Regions from separate parts of the Gossypium hirsutum genome. Here region 2 is linked to region 1. A link is a contact called in public Hi-C data. All regions are on one chromosome and are shown on one strand. Each heading gives the region's core, a stretch centred on a gene start, on an enhancer-like site or on the middle of the called end of the contact. The rest is flanking DNA. Distances are from core to core; before and after follow the strand shown.

Region 1 (2,859 bases), core at 256-2,755:
AACGACGAAAAAGGGAAGGAGAAGGTTGAGCTAGCTGATGCTAGTGTGGTCGAGGACAAAGGAGATGATGGTTGTTGGTGTCTACGATCGAAAGGTCTAAGCTTATGTCCTAGTGGATCCTAGATTCAAGACGTTCTTACTATATATGTCCCAACAAGGACTAGTTCTCCACATATAGTCCAGTTGAAGGTGGAGTTGTGCTCATGTGGAATAATTCATCCTATAAGATAATCGGCAGGGGTACCGTCCAGATTAGGATGCACAACAAGATTATCAGGACACTGTTAGGTGTCAGGCATGTGCCTGATTTAAAGAAAAATATCATCTCCCTGAGTATGTTAGACTTGAATGATTGTAGAATCATCATTGAGTCAAGTAGCAATAAGGTATCTCATGGAGCTCTCGTTTTAATGAAAGGTCAAAAACCGACTGTCTATATATTTTGCAGGGTTCAATAGTGACTAGTGCAGTAATAATTTCCTCGACTATTACGGAGTTGTAGTCAACTTGATTGTGGCATGTGTGACTTAGTCATATGAGAGAGAAAGGTATGACCGTTTTGAATAAGAGCCTTCCGGTTTCCAAGTTTAAGCACTGCTTGGATTTGGTTAATATCCTATAAAAAATCAAGTTAGGCCCATGATAGGGCCTGACAAAGGAGGTATGTTAAAATACGAGTCAATGTGGAGATTTGTGAAATGTGTCTCACATTTTTCAGTCAAACCAAAGTCAAAATAGAGGCGACGTTGCAATGAGGAATCACGCAATGTCATAATGACACGACACTGTTTGAAACAAAGGCAAAGCAGAGGCGAGGGCGCGACGAATTCTAACTTAAAACAGCCCCGTAATTAGACTCTCAGTAGCGTTACTTTTCCCATTTAAACTCTAATTATACTCGATATATTTTAGTTTGATTAGACCTTTAATCTTAGCCTATAAAAAGAGCCTTAGTAACCCTAGAATAAAATAACATAACACAACATTAGAGAGAAGATCAAGAGAGAGTTTTGAGAGAGCTTTGTATTCAAGGTTTAAGGTTTGTTTTGAATATCTCCATCTTGTACTTTTTGATTAGTTACTCATTAGTGAAGTCTCATTTTCCCATGGTTTTTTTCCTCTTGATGGGAGAAGTTTTTCCACGAAAATTGATGTCCAATTTTCTCTATTTTTTCTTATTCGTTGTTTATACGAGTCGATTCTCAACAGAGTATAGTTAGGCCTCTTGATGGTGCTATGAGCTCTTTGGTGGCTCTTATGGATGTCAAATTCTGTTGGCACGTGACACAAGACCATGCTCTTGTTCATTTTAGCCAAGATAAATTGATACCTTCAATGCTTCAGGTGATAGCACGCTTGAAAATTTTTATATTGAGGTTATTTGTCTTGGTTTCTTGTAAAAACAGACTTGATAAATTTTGGATCTTCACTGCATGATATGTGGGAGGATGCTCAAACTAGGCCGAAACGGGTGGGTGGTTGTTCCTAGTGATTTGCCAATGACTATTGCTCATCTATGGGCCCTTGAAAACAGTGAGTATCATGTTTTCTTTTTGTTGGATCGGGTTTGATATGAGTATTAATATTCTTGGGCTTTGACATGGATATGGGTTTAGAAATTAGTAATTATAAAGTTAATTTGAAGATTTAAAATTGAAAATCAACTAAATAAACTACTAAAATCGATTAATCATATTGAATAAATCAACTAAACCAACTTATTTTAATTTAATCAATTCAATTCACTTCGATTTATTTAATTAACTGATTTTTTTGCTTACCTCTATTTGAGACGTAAGTATGAACAATCATGTAGAACATAAAAAATAACTATCAATATAGCCCGAAGAAAATGAAATAAACCAAGCCTCAATACAGTAAAACCCTATCTATATATCCTCATAAACATATAGTAATCATTTTATGCCATTATTTGTAATTAAGTGATTATTTTTTAGATTGTAATTCTTAATTTTTTTTTATACAATGCTTACAATTAATCATAATTTCACATATTTAAATATGAGGATAAACACGTTTTAGTGCACTCAAATTTACGTTCTCTTACATTAACAATAATAAAAATGACAGTTAAACTAAGACTCAATCAAAACTGAAGAAATCTTAAATCTTAAGATAAAAATTAAATGATAATTATATGTACTGCTTAAGTTAAACTAAAATGGCAGTGGCAGACGTGTCCATATAAATAAATTTTAATTATATAAAATATATTATATATTTATATAAATTTATAACCTTATTAGGAAATATGAACTACAATAATTCAATATTATTCTTTTAGCAGTAGTTAATTAAGTCGCTTATCTTGTATCGCAAGCAAGCATGACATCTTAGAAGTCTGATATATTAGAACGAGAGGGAAAAAGAAAAAGGATTAATGAACACTGCAGCAACTTGCAGAGCTTTTTCCTAGCAAGAAAAATTAAAATTATACATATATATGGATAGCATTGACCAAAATCTTTTATACTTAAGTTCAGGGATCCAATCACTTAATTCTCATTTGAAAATTGAAATATGAAAAAAATAAAACCCTAAATTTCATGCAAATCATAGCTACTATTCCCAATACCCCTAATTCAATTCATGCTGCTATATGCAAGCAGGGGAGCAAACAGACATCTGCATTTAAAGCCTTTTGGTAGCTTCTGATTTATCCAAAATTTTAAGCTACATGTAAAGGGTAAGAATATGTATATATGTTTTTTAATCCACTATTAATAGGCATAAATTCATAGGATTTAAAGGCACAAAATAAGTTTCTAAACATTAATTAGCATTTATTTGAATCTCTATCAAACCTTGTGAATTGTAACTCAAATCAAATCCCCATGA
Region 2 (2,909 bases), core at 3-2,502, 110 kb before region 1:
TTATATTATTTTAATTTAATAGTTAATAATTTTATATATGTTTTATTTATTAAAATTTTATATATAGTCATCTTAACAATTTTTAATATTTACATTATAGTAGTATTTTATATTATTATAGATTTAATTTTTGTGTTATAAATCACATAATATATAAAAATAACATTACAAACTTATAAAATGGGTCAGCTGGGCTCAACCCTTGAATGTTCAAACACGAACTCAATCCATATTTTAAATGGACCTAGTTTTTTAGCCTGAGACTATTTTTAAGATGTAATATTTTTGTCTAAACCCTACCAAATTTCGAGTTGTCTTTTGGACCTAGGCAGGTAGCATTACCTATGAACAGCTCTAATCCCAAACCATGATTCCTTAGATCTATACTGAGAACTAGGAAGAAGGGTTTGTTAATTAGGAGGGTCAAGATCATTGAAAATAGCGAAGATTTCAAATTTGTAATCTAACCCATGTAGAAGCAAGAGTTCAAAAAAGAAAAAGAAGAAGAGAGAATGGCAATCGATTTGTTGGTCGATTCAGTTGGCTTTTTTCAAAATTGACTTAATTGACCTAAATCTATCAAAACTAAACCGACTGACCATCTTTGAGAAAATTGAAAAAAAAATCAAACCAACATTAAGTCGGTTGGTTTGGTCGCTTTTTCGTTAACCGGCTTTTTTTTTTAATTTTTTTTGTTTTTAGTTGAAAATTTAGAAAAGAAATATTATGTGATAAGATTTGAGTTAATAGGGACTAAATTATAAATATTTTAAAATTTGGGAACTTGAGAGAAAAGGACAGATTTAGAAAAATTTGGAAATTCTTGGCTATTTTTAGGAGAAATAGATTTTGTTTTCAGGGACTAAAATCATAAAATAATAAAAAAATGAACTTTGGGGAGTAAATAGTGAGATTGGAAAATTGAAATTTTAGGGACTGTTTTATAAAATTTGTAATATTGAAAAATAGGGGTTGTTTAGTAAATTCTGAAAAATATAGGAGCGGGTTCAACTTTTATTTTTAAAATTGGGTTGTGTTTTATTAGATCCTATCTTATAACTTTTATTCTTTGGAATTTACTAAACAACCCCTATCTTATAAAATCAATTTTAATAATTCAAAAATCTCCATTTGAAAGATAGAGGAACCTACTTCTCTTCTTTTTCATTTATTTTATTCTATTTCCCTTTGAGTGGAAGGGTAGATGTTCATTCACACTATAAAAATGTCTAATTGAGAGAACAAACAAGTATCAATTCAATGTATTATTTCAATTTGTATTCAATTTTGTCCTATAAAGGCTTTTGATTATGAAATTTTCAAATCAATACAACTCAATATCTCCACCGAAAGGAATTTTAAGGTCCGTTGTAGACTAAAATTCTTAATCCTAGAAAACTTAGTCCTTTCAAGTAGTCCAAACAAGGATTGAGATCCATTTCCACTCATAAATCAACAATACAAGTTAGATGAACAAATAGTTCACAAAAAAATCAAAGCCTAAATGGATGGGGAAATCAATAACTTGGTCAAGGTATGGTTCTCAATTCTAGCATCTCTTTTTTATTGCTATTTTTTAGCTTCAAAGATCCCCGAAGGTAAGTTTAGGCTCATTTCTCTTTTCCCAATCTTCATCCTTTTCACTGCCCTCCCTCTATACCTCTCATATGTCTTCCCTATAGGCCTAATAGCTTTGCTATTCTCTTGGTTAGGTAACTTCAAGCTCCTCCTTTTTGCCTTTGATGAAGGACCACTTTCAACTCACTCATCTAATTCCCTAATTCATTTTATCCTCATAGCTTCTCTCCCTATAAAAATCAAGGAAAATGAGAAATACCCATTTCTCAAAAGCCCCGATATACATCAAAATTCATCTAAAAAACATCCCAAATTGCCTCTAAATTGCCCAACTAAAGTATTGCTTTTTGCCATATTGGTGAGTGCACATGATTATAAACAAACTCTGCACCCAAAGATTGTATTGCTTCTATACAGTTGCATGGTGTATTTATTGATAGACATAATTTTTGGTATATTTAATGGTCTAGTACATGCCACATCGGGTTTGGAGCTCGAACCGCCGTCCGATGAACCTTATCTTTCAACATCGTTGCAAGATTTTTGGGGTAGGAGATGGAACCTCATGGTAACATATCTTCTACGCCACACCATATACAAACCCGCTCGGTCAATTTTTGACAAAATGTTAGGTTCCATGTGGGCTCCACTTGCGGCAGTGCTGGCGGCTTTCACTGTCTCTGGGCTAATGCATGAGCTCGTGTTCTACTACGTCACACGTGTGAGTCCCACGTGGGAGGTAACATGGTACTTCGTTTTGCATGGGGCATGTGTGGTTGTAGAGTTTGGTGTCAAAAGGGTGTTTTCCGGCAAGGCTCAGCTGCATTGGGCTGTGTCAACACCATTAACAGTCGGTTTCGTGGTGGCTACTGGTATGTGGCTGTTTTTCCCGCCGGTGTTGAGGACTGGTGCTGTCGAGAAAGCCATTGAAGAGTTCAAGGTCTTGTTGGATTTTGCCAAGGTTTTAAGGAAAGTGAGTTCTTTTTGGTAATAGAAAAGATTTATTTGGCTGAAAATGCAAGATATGAAAGAGTGATGAAATATTGGATTTTTGCTAATTCAATAAAATCTGTTGACTTTTTCTATCAATCTGCCTTGCAACAAATACAAACTTTTGTCTAACAGCATTTGCCCAGAATCATGGTTATTTATTGATTTATTAAAATATGGGTATTTATTTTTGCCTTTTCAAAATTATTATTGCAAGCTAAAGGTTGGAAAAATTGTGATGTTCCATGTGCTGAGAACAATTTCTTTTTTGATTTTTGGTGATCCCCAGCAAGAACTTCTTGGCTCATAGAATGGAAAATTATTGGCAACAACCAATAGCA

What was found. Hi-C and Micro-C count contacts between places; a contact is called where the count stands out from the background.
Region 2: a Hi-C map of leaf shows a contact between it and region 1, with 2.5 times the contacts expected there. The contact joins the promoter of LOC107917106 here to the enhancer-like site in region 1. A contact is called at or near these places in 10 of 34 Hi-C or Micro-C datasets (cotyledon, fibers, hypocotyl and 3 more).

What each region holds. Positions count from the first base shown.
Region 1 is chrA01:12,573,552-12,576,410 of Gossypium_hirsutum_v2.1, reverse strand. No RefSeq gene overlaps it. Among protein-coding and RNA genes, the nearest start is that of LOC107916882, 11 kb to the right of the region's middle. Within about 2 kb of position 1,505, at least 1 of the 9 cell types and tissues checked has an H3K27ac peak or open chromatin away from gene starts, as enhancers often do. A contact at or near this core is called in leaf, where this site is marked.
Region 2 is chrA01:12,681,353-12,684,261 of Gossypium_hirsutum_v2.1, reverse strand. It overlaps LOC107917106 (long-chain-alcohol O-fatty-acyltransferase), which reads left to right and starts at 1,252. Exons shown (of 2, transcript XM_016846488.2): 1 at 1,252-1,534; 2 at 1,713-2,909. The coding sequence starts at 2,000. The coding sequence ends at 2,569.